Regions from separate parts of the Gasterosteus aculeatus genome. Here region 1 is linked to region 2. A link is a contact called in public Hi-C data. All regions are on one chromosome and are shown on one strand. The core of a region is the stretch at or near the end of the contact, and the rest is flanking DNA. Distances in the headings are between cores, read along the strand shown. Region 1 holds the start of LOC120816049 (alpha-actinin-4). Region 2 overlaps LOC120816049 (alpha-actinin-4).

The links. A called contact is a pair of places that touch in the nucleus more often than the background predicts.
Region 1: a Hi-C map of blood and trunk muscle shows a contact between it and region 2, with 2.4 times the contacts expected there. The contact joins the promoter of LOC120816049 here to the enhancer-like site in region 2. A contact is called at or near these places in 6 of 6 Hi-C or Micro-C datasets (blood and trunk muscle, liver, skeletal muscle and 2 more).

Annotation. Positions count from the first base shown.
Region 1 is chr1:18,010,154-18,014,929 of fGasAcu3.hap1.1, forward strand. LOC120816049 (alpha-actinin-4) reads right to left here and starts at 1,379. Exons shown (of 22, transcript XM_040171349.2): 1 at 952-1,379. The coding sequence starts at 1,065. LOC120826857 (calpain-9) reads right to left here. Exons shown (of 20, transcript XM_040189431.2): 20 at 4,517-4,776.
Region 2 is chr1:17,973,373-17,978,159 of fGasAcu3.hap1.1, forward strand. It overlaps LOC120816049 (alpha-actinin-4), which reads right to left. Exons shown (of 22, transcript XM_040171349.2): 20 at 3,601-3,666; 21 at 2,683-2,841; 22 at 169-2,122. The coding sequence ends at 1,964. Among protein-coding and RNA genes, the nearest start is that of LOC120826697, 8.5 kb to the left of the region's middle. Within about 2 kb of position 1,974, at least 1 of the 9 cell types and tissues checked has open chromatin away from gene starts, as enhancers often do.

The DNA of each region.
Region 1 (4,776 bases), core at 129-2,628, 36 kb after region 2:
GTGCAGTGAAACCAGTGGGGCTCCGGAATTGCATGTACCAAGACAATACACATTACACATATTGCGTACATCTCCCATTATATGAATACAACACGTCTGTGTGAACTTGAAGCCAAGGCAGACCATGTCCGGGCTTCGAATATTAGGAAAGAAAAAAATGTTAAAAGCGTTGCTACATACATGTGCCTGTTCCCAAATAATTGTCATACGTGTGCATATCTGCATGTGTGCTCGACATAGCTCATCATTGCGCCGAGTTTAAACCACTTTGCTCATGGCAGGACAGCCAGATGGACAATGTCTCATATCAATTTAAATGTTCCAGACTAATTTATTCTTGAAAGACGAAGAAGAAGGGGGGAAAGCATCAATCCCACAAAAATATCTAGTAACACCTTGAGGAATGTCGCCATCAGGTGAACGAAGCAAACCTGCGGAGAGAGAAATCAGCAAGTCCCCGGAGGCAACGGGGACACGGTTGACGCGGCCTCGGAGAGACTGGTGTCGCGGACTGGTTCGGTCTAATCCAGAGGACACAATATCTCGCGCTATTTTAAGCCCCGCATGTCAATCACTCTTCAGATTTGTGTTTCGTCGGCATCGATGTGGCGCCGTGTTTCCGCTCGCGCGGAGGAGCGCGGGTCATGTTTCAGACTTCGCTCAGCACACACGAGACAAATATTACTTCTCATCTACGGTGGGTCGGGTTGAGGGGGTTTAATGGGGTAAACGAAGTAGCTGGACGCGGAGTAGACGAGCAGGTATTAAAAGCGCGGTATTGTAAGCGGAGCGCCGGGGTTTGCGGAGCGAAAAGCCGAGGCCCGCTGTCGGTCTCTGACCTCCACTCCGCGTCCCATCCCTCCCCTGCCATTTTCTTTCCGCCCGCCGCCTCCTTCTCCGCCCGGCTCGGCTCGACTCGGCCCAGCTGGGCCCGGCTCTCGGTTCGCTTACCTTCCGCTGCTGTTTCTCCCAGGCCGGGTCCAGCAGGAGGTCCCGGTCCCAGTCGTTCTCTTGCTCCATGTGTCCGGAGGAAGATTGGTTATTAGAAGCGTGATAATCTACCATGTCAGCTCAGCCAAACCCGAGTGCGCCACAGAGAGACCGACTATTCGTAAGAAAAGATGTCAGATATTAAACATGAAATTGGGCGAAAAAAAGAAACAACGGTCTGAACCGAAATAACGTGGAGGGATACACGGCCTAGGGACGTGTCCGTCTTTCTCTCGCCGCTTTCAGTCGTGAGTGAATGTCTTTTTTTTCAATGTAATGCACATCCGGCGTGTGCAGTGAGAAAATCTCCGCTGCCGCTGTGAGGAGAAAAGGCTTTCTCTCTGCTGGGAGGAACCGGCCGCTCCTACGGACTGCAAAGGGGCGCTTCCGGTGAACCTTTCAAAGTAATCACTCTAAGATCTTTTGTTGCTTGGCTTACTTTCTCCCATAATTCAATGCGGCTTCCTTATTTTTTTATCTCAAACAAATGTCATGTCGTTTTTTCGAAAGGACTTTCTCTAAAAACGGCCCAGCTCTAGATATTGTACACATTTGTTTGGTATGTTTTCCAATTTTTGTATTTCGTTCTATTTTCTTTTTTTACAGAAAGGACATATATTTCGTACATTGTTAAAATATCCCTTGTATACATTTTTCATAATAAAGTTGATGTGATGTTTCCAACTTGTGTTATGAATTTGCAAAAGTACAATTGTTTGTAAATCCTCTCGCGAAATGGTCATGTTTTATTTTGAAGGGATAATCGCAGATATCTCCTTGGGGAACTGTGTTCATGTTTAAATTGACACACCATCGTCATAAACAGCTCATGCATATTCATGTTATATTTGAACGTGAGCTTCTGCACCAATGAAGTATTTTTTTAGAATTGATCGGAATTCGACTGCATATGTTGAACATTTACACACGTGTACTCTAAGTATATGTAAAACATATAACATGTTCAAGTGTATTTAAATATGGAGTATGAAGGGATGTGGGAATAGAAAAAATGGATGTCAGAGTCTGTTGATGAGCCGACTGCCGGTGGGAAGAAACTGTTTGTGTGGAGGGAGGTCTTGGTCCTGATGAACCTCAGTATCCTGCCAGATAGAAGACACAAACTGTTTTTGTCCGGGGTGAGAGGGGTCGGCTACAATCTTTCTTGCTCGCTTTAGGCTCCATGAAGCGAACAAGTCCTGGAGTGACGGCAGATTGCAGCCGATCACCCTCTCTGCAGAGCGGATGACGCGCTGCAGCCTGCCCTTGTCCTTGGCTGTGGCTGCAGCGTACCAGGCGGTGATGGAGGAGCAGAGGATGGACTCGATGATGGCCCTGTAGAAGTGCTCATTGTTTTTGGCCGGTTGAATTTCTTCTGAATTTCTGCCTCAAGAAGAACAACCTCTGCTGGGCCTTGGGGTTAGGGTTAGGGTTAGCTTGGTGATGGAGCTGATGTTCAGCTCCCACTTGACGTCCTGGGTAATGATGGAGCCCAGGAAACAGAAGGACTCCCCAGCATTGACCAGTGGAGCTGGATTCTTTCTGAAATTCAAAACCACCTCCACTGTCTTCAGAGCGTTGAGCTCTACGTTGTTTTGGCTGCACCATGTCACCAGTTGGTTCATCTCTGTAAGGAGAATATAGGTATTAGTTTTAAATCAGGACAGAATGATCGGTTTGCAGTGGGTTACTCATGCTGCCTGATAGAAATAAGCAAAACATATTTTTAAAAAGGCACTAGCAAACCGACATTACCTTTACGCACATCCTTACGAGGTCCCTTGATCAACTCCTATCAACTAGACAGACATCCTAAGGGAACTTAACCATGTTTTTATCACGGTAAGGACATCCAAGAGGGTCCTTCGTCATGTGTTCTCCACTGGAATGGCTCTCATTTATTCACCGGTGCATCCAGGAGGATACTTTAGTTGCTGCCGATTTCCTGCTTGGGACTTTTTTGACCGTCACCAGATGATGCAGGGCCAGAAGACTCTTTGTTTTATGAATTTTCATTGATTACTGTTACTTTTGTTATTCTTGTTCAATACAAAATATCGTTCAGTCTCTCAGCCTCCGCTGATGAAAATAGTGAAAACCAGCTGAAAAGGAGAGATTGATTTTGAATGGGTGAACCAGGTCAGGTTCCAAACCGTTTGAGAGCCACTGACCCAGAGAACTGAAGCCCGATCCGCAGTGTCATTCAGGCTCGGGCTGATTTGGAGGGTGACTATTGCCCCCCCGCCTGCAGGAGCCACCTACAGAAGTAGGTCATGCTCAGGCTGTCCGGGCCCATTAGCATCACCGCGGTCCAGAGCGGCATATAAACTGCAGCAGGTCCACGCCTCGGCTCCGATGTGATCATGTGATCCCGTACAGTGCAGCGCTGCCACCAGGAGCTCTGTGATTGGTCGGTGGTCTCATTGGCGGGAAGGAGACACTTTTGATGAACTTAACTAAGAAAAGTACAGTTCCAAATGTAGCCGGTGGTGTTTACATTGAAGCTGATGATATGAATACAGAGGCACAAAGACTCAGTCATGTATTTTGTGTGTGTGCGTAAGCAGCATGTCACATTCCATACCTTTATTTGGTTTTTATGTCCTATAAACATGTTTTATATAAATCATAATATTTTTAGATAATTTTACAAAGAAACAACAGCATATTCAATTAGTAAACCACTAAATCTCTACTGAAGCAATGTTCTCTATATATGTTTTTCCTTTTTCTGTACATACTTTCACCGATGTAGTTTTCATAAATTCATATTTGTAGTATTTGTTTGCATTGTATTTGTCTGGTGTTTTAGCCCACACAGTCTGCTACTCGGCGCACGGAGCGGGGATGCTTTTATTTTCACCAAAATCAGTTCCAGTGAGATCAAACACAGGAGGCAAATCTATTCATCGGATTTCCACTTCAATTAAGACCGAGAGAGCGTGGTTACAGTGGTCCGAGGTAGACTGTTACATGCCATCCTAAAGGTCAGCTTGCACCAACACAACGGTGGGACAGCACTGTAAAAACACTGCAATAACAATGTTCCACCGGGTTCCACACACAAACACATGACCTCTGGTATTTGTAACTCTTGACACTTTAAAGAATGGTGCTGGGGGACGGATATTTACACATACCAGAAGCAGCAAAAAATTCTCAAAATATCCCGTGGTCAGCGCATTCACACGCAGACACACACAGAGTTACAGAGATACAGAGATTCTGCATAACCTGACTGATACAGATATCCGGCAAACATTTTTAAACCATGGAAACAAATACCAAAGAAACAGGTAAACAGAGTGTTATTTGAAGAAGTGAAAGTATGCAGGAGCAAAATGTAATGAAAATACTGCTGTGGCTCTTTTAGTGACATTAATGCCCCCCCCCCTTCCAAACAGAGGGGGGCCTGTGCTCTGTGTGGGCCTGTTCCGCAGTACATCCTTATTGACATTTGTATTCAGCGTTCCATATCCAAAGACCCACGAAGCCTCTAAAGAAATTTTAAAAAAAGCACGTCACACATTTTTGACAGCTTTTTATTTTTCATTGACTGAGCATGATGCTGAATCAAAAGCCCAAACGATATGTTTAAGTTTAAAACCACTCCATGTTAACTTCTCCACAATCAAGTACACGTCAGCCATCCAGTCAGATAAATGGATTACTTGGTGTTCACGTTATCACTTCACTGCTTTAAGGCATCAAAAGAAAAAAAGAAATGTATAGTGGAGGAGAGTGAAATGATGAGTCTGTGTAATTATTAATCCGCTAATGGACTTG
Region 2 (4,787 bases), core at 724-3,223:
AATGTAATGAAGAGGAGGACGAAAGAGGAGAATGATAAAGGATTTATAAAACGATCAGATGCTCAAAATGATCTGCAGAGTCATAAAATCATCTTCACTTGACAATATATAATACGACGCGTTGATTTTCAAGTTTAACAGACAAAATAAAGACACGCCCACGGGGAGTATTTTGTAAGGAAACTTTTATGTGTGCTTTTGTGAAACTCACTTATCATTAGAGACAGAAGGCATTGCAGTTTCCAGTACAGCAGAGAAGGTTTGATATTAAAGAGTACAAAAAAAAAGAAAAAAAAATTCAGAGTTTTTTTTCCTCCGCACCTCGAAGTGGAAAAAAAGAAAAGAAAAACAAGCTTTTGGTCTGTCTTTTCTTCTCAGTTGCTTCCCTATCTGTCCCTCCTTGTTTGTCCCTCCTCTCCCCGCAACAGCCAATCATCTAGACTGGGAACTTTCTCGCAAAATGGCCCAATTGATGCCCACAACTTCCCCCAGAACTCAGATATCCAACACATTATGATTGCATAGCTTTTTTAAATTATTTTTTCCTTTTACAGAATTTCCTTTTTTAGACTTTTATTTGCACATAATGGAATGTTTACATGAAGACCGCTCTGATCGTTCCCCTTTCCTCCTGACTCGCAGTACATTTTCCTTCCCTTTAGGGACAAATGAGAGGGTGTAAGAAAAGAGGGGGAGAGAGAGAGAGCGAGCGAGAGAGGTGGGGGGAGGGCACACCAATAGGCACATTTAATTAATTTCCTCCACCGGTTTGACATTTTTCCCTCTCCAGAGTGCCACTACAGCAGCTCTAAGAAAGAAAAACAAAATCGAAGAAGTGCAAAGAAACTTTCATTCAGCCAATCGGATGCATCCATGACATCTGTGTGCGTGTGTATGTGTATTCCTGCGTGTGGTTTCTGGTATATAAAACTGGCCCAACTTTGACTTATACCATCCTAACGATCATACAAATGTCTTTTTGTATTTAAATAAGCACCCTAACCCGCCCCCGGGAGAAAAGTTTCACAGAAGCAAATATTTGTGGAAAGCGATGGTGGTTTGCCCGTCGTGAGTTATACAGTAGAAGGCCTTTAGGTACACAAGCCTTAAACTTCACGGCGAACAACTATTTCCATTGCAAAAAAAAGGAAAAAAGGAAATAAAACCTGAAGTGAAGACTTCTGGAAGCTCAAACCTATTCACTGAAGAAACTGCGCTCTCTGCGTTGTGTCATTGGCTTTTTATTTCATAAAAAAAAAAAAAGCTCTTGTTTTTGTCATTTTGTTATTTTTATATTTTTTTCATAATAAATGTCACTCTGCTTTGCTCCCCCCCCCCCCGCCGCCCACTACTGGGAAGCTTGCGATCAATTACTCTGGACAACTGGGACCGTGTGTGCCTCTCTCTGCACTGAAAAAAATATGTACAGCGCCGAGCCCCCTCCAGGCCCTTCCACTCACACCCAACCACCATCCCCACCCGAACACCGCCCACCTGCAGCTGGGGGAAACACAAAAAGAAAAAAACAATGACGGGAGGAGGGTAAAAAAAAAAAAAAAAGCCAAGGTCAGACATGTCACCGGCAACATGGGAAATATGGTTAAATGGGTTTTTTCTCTTTTTTCATCTCTCTGGGATCTAATACGCAACCCCCCCCCCCCCCCCCCACATGTCCAGAACCCACCTGGCAAGAAGAAAGAAATGATAAAATAAAAGACTATTAGCATAAGTATCAGATTAGCTCGTGCCCCCTTGCCTTCCTGCTCTGATCCCACTAAAGGCAGTTCAATCAAGTATCAACGTTCTTTAAAAAAAAATATTCTGAAGATTTCTATAGCGGCACACGCAGGGGCACCTCACAACCACCACTCAATTTTGTTCCCGACGCGCGACTCCTGGGCGTCCCCTCTATGCACAGAATGACCCTAGCTCCCTTCCTCCTCTGTCCTGGCCTCCTGCTCGTCTACAGGTCGCTCTCTCCGTACAGGGCGGTGGAGAAGGACATGTAGTCCAGGGCGCCAGGAACGGCGTCGGCCCCCACGTAAGGCGCCATGCGGGCGATGCAGTACTCCGCCTGGTCGGGGGGAAGCTCCCTCCTCAGCTCCTCAGCCGTGATGAAAGTCTGATGGAAACAGGGAGGATGAGCAAGGCTTACATCTTACCCATACACCTGTGTACAGTTGTTCTGCAAACACTTTTGATATGTTGCAAATGAAACTCTGATGAGAGCTGAAGTCCCCACTTCCATAGTGATACATCTATACTGACCTAAAGATAGTATCACTTTCTAATGATTCAAGTATTTCTATTACCTATGTGCTTAAACTTTCAACTGATATTGTCAAGTATTTGAATACTTCTTTTGCTACCGTCAATCAATTTATCAGCTGATTGTTATTTTGTGATAATCCTTTCTACTTCTGCAGATCCTCCACCACCGCATGTTCAATGAGACTCTCCGGCTTCTTCAGCAAATCACAACCAAAAATTAGATTTTTTACAAATATGAGCCTAATATTTCAGTCATTAGTCAATGCGTTTTATTTAAAAATAATAATCCTGTAAATACAAATGCCATACTGAATTCTTTGCAATGAACAATGGGAATACAATACACATAATTCTGCATTAAACACACACACACACACACACACACACACACACACACACACACACACACACCTTATCAGCGGCCAGGATCTTGAAGGAGGCGATGACCTGGTCCGCAGTGTCCGTGTCGGTCGTTTCCCTGGACATGAAGTCGATGAAGGCCTGGAAGGTCACGGCACCGCTGCCGTTGGGGTCCACTATGCTCATGATGCGAGCAAACTCGCTGTCTCCCTGGCAACCGAGAGAGCAATGGGTTAACCCAGGAAAGACGGCCCTTTGTACTCAAGACACACACACACACAGAACGTGACAGAGCGGAGTGTGTAAAAACATCAGGACCTCGAGGAAATATAGCAAGGCGGAGAAAAGGATTGACAGGTTGTGATTGTGGTCCTGATATTTTGTATCCCACCCTTCTGACACATGCATCACATGATCACTGGCTAAAACCAGACAAAAGGACGCAGACAAGAGGACGGCACGAAGACAAGCGATTTGTCTTCATGAAAATTGACGGTTGTCTTTCAGGTAGCAAGGAGAAAAGTGACAGACTTGACGGACTAAGAAGCGGATCTGGTGGGGGGGCGGGCAGGGTGTCTGCAGGTGTGAACTCAGATTTAAGACATTACACCAAAGTATACTTTCAAAAGTAACAAAAAACATGAATATTGTTTTCCATTAATATATGCAAAACTTTTCTACAAAACCCCTTTTTGTTATTCAGCCCCCAAAAAAGAAAGCTTCCCAAACAGAAATGCAGCTTTAATGTCAATTATTAACCCCTTGTTTGTGTGGGAGAGCTTTAAAATGTCACAAAAAACATACGGTCTCATGCTTGTACAGGACCTCAACAAAGGGGTCAAATTCTCACTGGAAGATTAGCATGACGGGAGACATTCCTTTAAGTTTTTTGAATGGGGACACTGTTGGACCTGCGGACACCCTGTGAGAGCACCACGCCAGCAGCAGCAGCAGCAGCAGCAGCAGTACCAGGCTGTTTCCGGTCGAAATGAGTAGAGCCCGGAAGTCCTCCGAGACCATCTGTCCCGATCGCTTCTGTGGGCCGCAGCAGAGCCAAGGCCAAAGGAAGGGGGGGGGGGGGGGGGGGGGGGGGGTCAAAGAAGTTTGAGAGGAAGGAGGAGGAGTGACAGAGTGAAAGAGGAGTGATGGACAGATATAGAGTTAACAAAATGTAGAGAAATGTTTGGGGCAGGGAGGTGAAAGAAGGATAAAACAGAGCACAAACGGTTAACAGCCAAAGTAAAACCCGACAGAGACAGACGGGCAGAGAGACAGACAGCCAGGCAGACAGATGAGGCGTCTGCTCAGAGAGTGAGAGGGAGCCTGGTTTCCAGAGCCGCAGTGCCACTCGGTGGACATACAGGGACGCGAGATTATCTCTGCCCTCCATGCTGATGCAGAGTTGGTGGGGAACCTCAGAGCAGGAGAGCCGGATGGTTACAGACATCACTTTTTACCTGAGATGGACCAATCCAGATGTGTATAGAATTCAGATGTCTTTGGTGTGAGGGACTATGACTCACTGTCATTCTTTTTTTTTTTTTTAAGTTTAAAGTCCTTTAACCATTTGCTGGGTTTGTTCTTAAATCGGCCGTCTATTAAAAGCAAAATAAAATAACGTTATTCTGCAATCTTGGGAATGATTATGAACCAAAGTGGAATAATCGTGGCTAAATAACTCAAAAATGTAGTGCATTCCTGTGCAGATGTGGGATCCGACCTATGATCTCCACTCTGCTCTGCTCTCCTGCTCGGAGACCCAACAAACTGCGACTGGCGCCGAACGTCTCCTACCTGCTTGTCGTTTTCCACGTCGTAGCCAAGACTGATCAAGCAGGCCTTGAACTCCTCGGCCATCAGCGCGCCGCTGTGGTCCTGAGATCGGCCAAACAGCCAACGACACGAGCGACGCGTCAAAACGCAATACGGGGACGGGTGGCGATCGGGAGGTCCACACGGCATGCAGGGGGGGGGGTGAGGATGGAGGTGGACAGACAAGACATTCACAGACATTTAGACTATGTCAGTGCACTCACAAACACACACAACCTTAACAGGAGGCCATGGAGTCATCTGGAGTTATTCAGGAAGTTTGTTCAAGTAAACACTAAAAATGAAGAGCGATTGATGACGATGACCTCGTGCTCAAGATGTTC